2 separate regions of the Mus musculus genome follow, and region 2 is linked to region 1. A link is a contact called in public promoter capture Hi-C data. All regions are on one chromosome and are shown on one strand. The core of a region is the stretch at or near the end of the contact, and the rest is flanking DNA. Distances in the headings are between cores, read along the strand shown. Region 1 overlaps Gm29899 (a long non-coding RNA gene). Region 2 holds the start of Rtraf (RNA transcription, translation and transport factor).

Evidence for each region. Promoter capture Hi-C pulls out the DNA fragments that hold promoters and counts their contacts.
Region 2: a contact with region 1 is called in a promoter capture Hi-C map of neural stem cells. The contact joins the promoter of Rtraf here to the enhancer-like site in region 1. A contact is called at or near these places in 21 of 39 promoter capture datasets (the 3T3-L1 cell line, 3T3-L1-derived adipocytes, the HPC-7 cell line and 13 more), 2 of 15 datasets of contacts at CTCF or cohesin (CD8 T cells and the NIH/3T3 cell line), 1 of 484 Hi-C or Micro-C datasets (tail fibroblasts), 13 of 115 datasets of contacts at active chromatin or transcription factors (the NIH/3T3 cell line, bone marrow-derived macrophages, embryonic fibroblasts and 8 more) and 3 of 9 other capture datasets (adipose tissue, liver and pancreatic islet).

Annotation. Positions count from the first base shown.
Region 1 is chr14:19,736,022-19,740,032 of GRCm38.p6, forward strand. The region is part of intron 3 of Gm29899 (a long non-coding RNA gene); the gene reads left to right. Among named protein-coding and RNA genes, the nearest start is that of Nid2, 13 kb to the right of the region's middle. Within about 2 kb of position 1,775, at least 60 of the 459 cell types and tissues checked have an H3K27ac peak or open chromatin away from gene starts, as enhancers often do. A contact at or near this core is called in embryonic fibroblasts, extraembryonic endoderm stem cells and neural progenitor cells, where this site is marked.
Region 2 is chr14:19,822,001-19,825,901 of GRCm38.p6, forward strand. Rtraf (RNA transcription, translation and transport factor) reads right to left here and starts at 1,823. Exons shown (of 8, transcript NM_026528.3): 1 at 1,669-1,823; 2 at 566-690. The coding sequence starts at 1,729.

The DNA.
Region 1 (4,011 bases), core at 525-3,024:
CCTGGAGGTTTACACGGTGTTTCTAACTCAACTTGCCCATAACCATTTCAAGGAGACACTACTGTTTTCCTTACTTCCTTAAAAATTAATTTAGAGGTCTGGAGAATTTAAATGGTTTGGTGAAGATCACACAGAATACAAGTGAAGTGTGTCTAGACTAAGGCTAGACCAGACTCTTGCACCTTGCAGGTGACCTTTAGAGAAGGCATTGAGAAGTTAATGAAGACTGGCAAGAAGCAGTTTTACACAAGTGCTATGGGACAGATGTTATTTTCCCTATATGATACCAAACGTTGGTTACCTGAACTGGTGATAGCAGACATTGTAAACATCAAGATATTGGCTGTGTTTACATTTTTTTAAATCTGAACTTTCCATGGGTGTGATGATGTACAACTTTAACCCCAGCACTTGGGAGGCAGAGTCAGGCAGATCTCAGAGTTTGAGGCCATCATGGTCTATAGAGTTCCAGGATAGTTAGGGCTACATAGAGAAACCCTATCTCATTAAAAGCCAAACCAAAATCAAAACCTAACCAAAACTCAAAATCAAACAAAATTTTAGACATTTTAATAAGGCAGTTCTGATGGAGAAACAGATGTCTAGAATTGAGTCCACAGTCTGCTACCAGAAGCTTCATCTCTGAAACAATGCCATTTTGAGTCTTTGGTCAAAAAAAAGATAACAATTTTTTTAAATTAATTAATTTTGAGACAAGGCTTCACTATGTAGCCCTGGCTGTCCTGGAATTCACTATGTAGACCACACTGACCTCAAACTCACAGAAATCCCTCTGCCTCTGCCTCCTCTGCCTCTGCCTCTGCCTCTGCCTCTGCCTCTGCCTCTGCCTCTGCCTCTGCCTCTGCCTCTGCCTCTGCCTCTGCCTCTGCCTCTGCCTCTGCCTCTGCCTCTGCCTCTGCCTCTGCCTCTGCCTCTGCCTCTGCCTCTGCCTCTGCCTCTGCCTCTGCCTCTGCCTCCTGACTGCTGGGATTAAAAGCATGCACCAGCATATCCAGCTTGTGATAATCAATTTTTGAAAAGTATTTTTAGATTTATTTATCTCATTTTATGTGTATATTTTGCCTGTATGTGCATACATGTGTGCCAGGGGCCTGTGGGAGCCCAGAAGGGGGAGTCTGGTTCACAGAAACTGGAGTTGGGGATGGTTCTAAAACCACAAGTGTTCTTCTCTGCTGAGCCACCTCCCCAGACCCTATAACTAATTTTTAAACAAAATTCATGGGCCTTAAAAGCATGTCTAGGAGCCAGGCAGTGGTGGCACATGCCTTTAATCCCAGCACTTGGGAGGCAGACAGATTTCTGAATTCGAGGCCAGCCTGATCTACAGAGTGAGTTCCAGGACTGCCAGGACTACACAGAGAAACCCTGTCTGGAAAAACCAAAAAAAAAAAAAAAAAAAGGAAGAAAGAAAAAGAAAAACAAACAAACAAACAAAAGTATGTCTAGGGGCTAGAGAGATAAGAAAAAGAAAGGAAAAGAGGGAGGGAGGGAGGGAGGGAGGGAGGGAGGGAGGGAGGGAGGGAGGGAGGGAGGGAGGGAGAGTGGCAAACAGGTGTGCTGGCCTGTGATTGAAATTCCAGTACTGAAAAGATAGACTCACTGGCAGCCAGCAAGGCTATGAACTCTAGGCCAGTGAGAGATCCTTTCCCAGGAGAGAGAGGTGGCAGGCAGGCACACATACAGTCACACACAGCCCCATACTTACCCCACACACTAAGAAAAGACAAGGAAGGAAAGGCATGCCTGTGGTCTACAATAGAGGTGTGGTGATGCATTCCTCTAGCCACAGAACTTGAGAGGCTAAAGATGGGAGATAAAGAGTTTGAGGCTAGCCCAGGCTATATAGCAAGACTTTGTTTGTTTGTTCAAAAACAAGGGTGGGGGAGTAAATGTGTCAACTAGTTGTTCCCACAGTGCTGAGAGGTCCTGAGTGGCTCATGAGCCTGGCACTCCTCCTGTCCCTCTGCAGTCTTTGCAGTTATTTCTCCTGTTTCTTTGGCTTTTTTATTTCTCCTGACTTTAAAGCTTCAACAGATGGACTAAACATCATTGCCCAGGCCCCTCTGAGGGTCCTCATCCAGCATGGGGTTGGGTGCGTTCAGAAACAGGCCCGAGGAAACCACAAGCAGGCTTAGGTTGAGAATTGCTGTGCACGAAATCAAATCCTCTTCATTCTGCTCTGACCAGAAAGAATGTTGAGAAAGAAGAGCCTGGCTCTGCTTCCCTGTGGATGTGATAAAGTCTGAGACTTGCAAAAAAGCTTAAGTAGTGCAACTTGTGTAAGAAGAATTCCTTGGGTGCACTTACTATAAACAAAGGGTCCTTGGCACGAACAGAGAACTGAACAGCTGCAGCTGCAAGAGATTTGCTTAGACAACCAAAACATTAAATACTCTTGGGGGAGAGAGGGGGAGGGGGAGGGGGGAGGGGGGAAGGGGAGAGGGAGAGAATGTCCATCTTCTTTCTACATCTCTGTAGCCCTTCTAGGACTAAGTGTGCCTATCTATGGCTGAAAGGAACACTAAGCATGACTGGATCTTCCCTTTATTTCTTTCAAGTTAAGTAAACACCAGGGTCTGAGGTTAAGTCACTAGACATAAATCAAATAAATAAAAAAGAGGACACTGGTGGGACTTGAGCTTCCCAGAGGATATTATACAAGCTAGTGGGAGTGACTGATGCAGTAAGAATTGCCTTTTAATGAGATTATTGTGGCTCCACATTGGAATCAGCTTACTTAATGTGGGAAAGCCTAGGGAAGCAACAACACAGCATCATGCATTTCTTGGTCGTCTTGCTCACCCTTATGGTACTGCAACTATCCAGACTCAGTTTCCTCAGGCATCACCATGAAGTCAACTAGACCTTGTTTCATGTCTCTGCAGAATTCAATTAATCATATGTTACTAAAATAACTGCTACATGCTCAAAGCATGAAATATGTAATTTCATCTTTTACAACAAATGTACAATTAACTGTGCTTATCTCTGCATAAAAGGAACTTTTAAAGCATGATGGCATTTTCCCTTTATTTCAAGTCAAGCAAACACAGAGGTCTAAGATTAAGATTACTAAACCATACTAGTAGATTTTACCCCAAATTTTACTAGTTTATACTAGAAGTACTATTGTTATTATTTTGGAACATGGAATTGTCAAATTATGACTTTTCAATTTCAAGAAAGTGTCTCCTGGGCCATCACGAACTCACTTTCATCCCACGCTGGACTCAAACTCTTAATTCTTGGGCCTCAGTTTCCCCAGTGCTGAAATTAAAGGCATGTGTCACCAATCTTCACAATCCGTTATCGTTTTTATTTTTAATAACAAGCATGTATCATCTCTGAAATAAAATCATCACTATGTCAAACATCTGGATGTAGAGGTAACGGTCTCAACATCAAATAATGACTAGTTGTTACAGTTAGAACAATACAAGTTAAAACTATAACATAATACTGTTTTGTGCCAACGATCCTGATTGCATGGCTGCAGGAGGATAAAGCAGCAACCACACCGAATGCTGGAGCAGACGCAGCAAGATTAAATCATTTACACATCACTGGAGGCTGCAAGGGGCACAGCCACTCAGGGGTGCGGGCAAGCACTGTTAATAAGTTAAACACACACTTGGTAAATGACCCAACAGCTCCAGTTATAGAAAAAGGGAGGCACTTATTTTCATATAAAAATCACACACAAATATTTGTAGCTCATTTATTCACAGCCATATCCTTCAACTGGTGAATGGATAGCTGTGACACACTGGTGCGGTGCAACACTTGGCTGCAAAAAAGTCAAATGTGCCATGCATATTTGCAACTCTGTGAATGAAAGCCAAAGGCATTATGCTAAGTGAAAGAAGCCAGTTGTCAAAAACTCTATGTTCCCTTTTATATGATGTGGAAAAAACAGCAGTGGCAGAGGGTTAGAGAACACAGTCTGATGGCAGACGGGGAAAGTGGAAGCCCTAGGGAAGTCATTGGGGA
Region 2 (3,901 bases), core at 573-3,072, 86 kb after region 1:
AAGATAAGGATGCGAGTTCTCAGCTATGGCTCCGGTGCTCTGCCTGCCTGGTGCCACACTCCACACATGATGGTCATTGATTCACCCTCTGAAACTGTAGGGAAATCTCAGGGTAAATGCTCTCTGTTAGAAGCTGCTTTAGCCATGGTATCTCTTCACAGAATAGAAATGTAACTAAGACAAGGACTCAAAAGTATATTGCTGCATTTTCGTATCTAATGTAACTAAAGCTCCAAGAGACGTGCTGTGCTCTTCTGGCCTCTGCGGATACCCGACATACATATAAACACATACACACACATACATACATACATACAAATTATGTAGACAATCCTATTAAGGAATGCCGTGACATTTAGAAAATGATGTTTAATCCAAATACTGACAGCTCGGTTGGAGATAATATAATTTGCTTTAAAAATCAAAACAACAGAGTTTGAATCCATGGAGTTAGCTTTACTCACACTGATCACTATTATATCTTAAAAGAACATAGGAATTTTCAACTCAACATACAACGTTTACAAAAGTTCTCTGTGCTTCCTTCTACTTCCTGATTCATTACCTTTTCAAAGAACTTGGGCCAGTCACTGCTGTGGATGTTTCTCAAGTTACCTCTGTCTTCAATCTTGTAGTGTCTGATTTTCTGGTCTTCAAGCCAAACGATAAAGTTTCTAAATTCTGTTTCATCTGCAACGAAACATCATATATCAAGTCACTAAAAGCCTTTGTGATCCTTGGTGGCTTTCTAACCTGCAAACACTACATTAACTGACCCCGAGGGAAGTCAGCAAGAGCTCAAAGTTCAGACTGCAGAGCCATAGATACCTGGCTCACTGCAATAGACTCAAATTCTGGATGAGCCTCAGAAAACCGGATACACTTTCTAAGCTTCAGATTCTTCAGATACAAGATGAGGAAAACGGGACTTACTTCGTGGGGATGTTTTGAGTATTGAATGAATTAAACATGCAGGGCACAGTGTTTCCTATGTTTTATTAGAACTCTGGTTCCTTTAGAGTTTAAGGGGCATTGGGCAGGTAAAAACTTTGAAGCAAGCCAATAGAATAAAATAAACTAGAAATAAACGATTAAAGCACCCTGAATACAAATATTAAAAACTGAAAGCTAGGGGACAGTGTACAGTTACCGGGACGCACCTGCTTCCTTAGATCCAACCCCTCCAAACACCAAAACCCAAAACCCTCAGGAAAGATCCTCATTTTACTCGTCAGAAAACTGAGGTCTCAACCCCCAATTTCGGCTCTACCGCCACCCAGCAATCTTGAGCCAAGTAAAAGCCAAGTAAAAACCAGGACTGACCCTGATATGCTTCTGGAGACCAAACGCTGCCACCCCGCTTCTACCGGTGCGTCCTGCACAGCGGAATGAGGCCCTGGTCCCCGCCTCACTCTCAGTTTCCCACTGGCCCGCAGGACTGGAATATCTTTTTTTCTGAACGGTTCCACTTCCCTGGCAGCCGGCCACGAACTTTCTGCGCGCCCCGAAGGGCATCCCCGGTCCCCTCCCCTACCCCGCAGGTGCCCGCCGAGCCGCCCGGGGGCCGGGAAGCCTGCCGAGCGCCTCAGGGCAGCGGCTGCCGGGTCTGGGTCCGGGTCCGGGCGGGCTGGGGAGGCGCCGTCGCCGAACCCCGCGGCCGCCACCCACCTTTGCAGTTGAAGCCTGAGGGGTTGTGGTAATCCAGGGCCGTGAGCTTGCGTCGGAACATGGTCCCCGCTGCTCGCGCTGGCCGCCCGGGCCTCCGCCGGGACAGGAGAAGCGAGGTGAGGCGGGCAGCGCAGGCACCGGCGACGCGGCGAAGGGGCGGGGCGGTGACCGACGCTCCGACGGACGGCGGACGGAGCCAATCGCGGCTTAGGAACGCCCGCAGCCCGCAAGCGCTGGCCAATCATCGCTGCTGCTTAGGAGGCGGGGCCACGTCGGTGCACGTCGACGCTCAAATAAACTTTATTGTCAGCTTCCTAGTTGTACAATGGACCGAAAGCAGGTCTGAAGCTGCGATTCGTGGATCTAACTCCTTTTCTTGCAACAGTAGGCAAAACCAAAACCCAAAACCAAAACCAAAAAAAAAAAAAAAAAAAAAATGTCTGTACGCTTTCTCGAGTCGGCTATAGCTCTTATTGGCTCAGAGTTGCTGTTTAATATCTTGAGCGTATTAATTGCTCGTCTTTGAACGCTGGTAATACAAAGATCGAAAAGAAAGGTCCCTGCAGGATATTCTTTCGGACTAATTGGAGTGATGTGGAGATTAGATACAACCCCCATGCCATATTTCAGTTTGTCCCCAAACAGTGAAGTCAGAAACCGGGAACCTGCGTTTCCTTCTCCTCAAACCTCTCAGTCACTACCTTCAGTGGGCCACTAAGTCCTGCCATCTCTTCTCTCTCATCCTTTCTTGCCTTTCCTGATGTATTTTCCCCACTCTGTAACGCGACTGATAATCTAAAGCGCCCATTTAAAACTTTCTTCTTATCTTTTAGCAAAGCTGTCGGTGCTTATGATCTAAGTTGCATGCTTCCAGGTTTTTGGCCTCTTATCCAAATATGCAAAAGCAAAATAGTTTTATTTGAAGCAATGCTATAGTGCAAAGTTACAGAATGACAGCAGGCAACGCGAGCAAAAGTACCAAGTACCTCAGGCTACAGCCTGGGTCTCTTCACCGGTCAAGAAAAAGGAGGCGCTGGTTACTAATGTGAATGATCCTTTATTTCAATTGATAGATCAGGTTATACGATCATTTCAATACTGCTCACGTCCCTTCCAATAATGCATCTGGCTTTAATCACATGCACAGGCATATGAGAGTAAATAAGAGATTCTTCTTAAAAGCTTATTAGAGGACATAGTTTCCCCTTAATTGTGCCTATACCCCAAGCAAGTTCAGGCCATCTTGACCCTTCTAATCTTTATACCCCATACATTGGGAATATACTTGAATAAAAACTGTGTAGGTGTGATTGGTACTAGGGGTGAAGAAACATTATTATTTAGAGGTAGAAGTATATATAATCTGGGGAGGTTAAGGGAGTTCCGAGGTGCCAGGTAAATTGTTTGGAGAATTTTTGGTTGTGTGTGTGTGTGTGTGTATGTGTGTGTGTGTGTGTGTGTGACTTACCAATGAAGGAACAAGGCTGCCAAGAGCATCATTGTAAGAGGGGCTATGTGAATAACCAGAAACAAATTGGGGTTCCAAGCTATCCTCTCTCCCATGCTTGCCTGCCTCAGGAACTGCCTGCTGTGCTCTAGAGACAATCAAATGCTCCTACTGGATTTAAGACCCTTCCCATTCCGTTACAAATTGTTTTCCAGATACAGGCGAGCAGTGATGAGCAGGACAGACTGGCTGTCTACTTTGATTCCATTTAAAAGACCAAAAAGGGAGGGTGGGAGGGACAAAAGAGAGAAACAGTGGCTTGGAGATAGTGAGGAGTTCACTCGCAGTCAAAATGATAACTGATTTTGCTGGAAACAGATGCACAAAGGCAAGAAATGAACAATAGGGCCGAGAGGGAAACACTTATGGAAGCTGGAGGGAGGTGGTGACAGCTGGCGAGACTGTGGACAAAGGCAGGCGCTTGATCAAGAAAGGCCTTTCATGGCAAGCTGAGGGGCGTTATTGAATCTCTTGGAGCTAAGCCAACTGTACGTTTCATTTTAGTTCAGGAGCCGGTAATTAAACAGTGTTTGCATCTGTGGGGCATACAAATGAAGAAGCTGTAGTGTCTAATTTCAGGAGGTTTAAATGTAATAATCAACACAGATGCTTAGATTAGACGCTTCTAGTCTGGAGCCAGAAAGGGACACATGCATAATGAGAAGCTTTGAACGTTCCGCAGGATCGAGTGCAGTTTTAAACGGGCTCTCAGAGACAATTCATGTT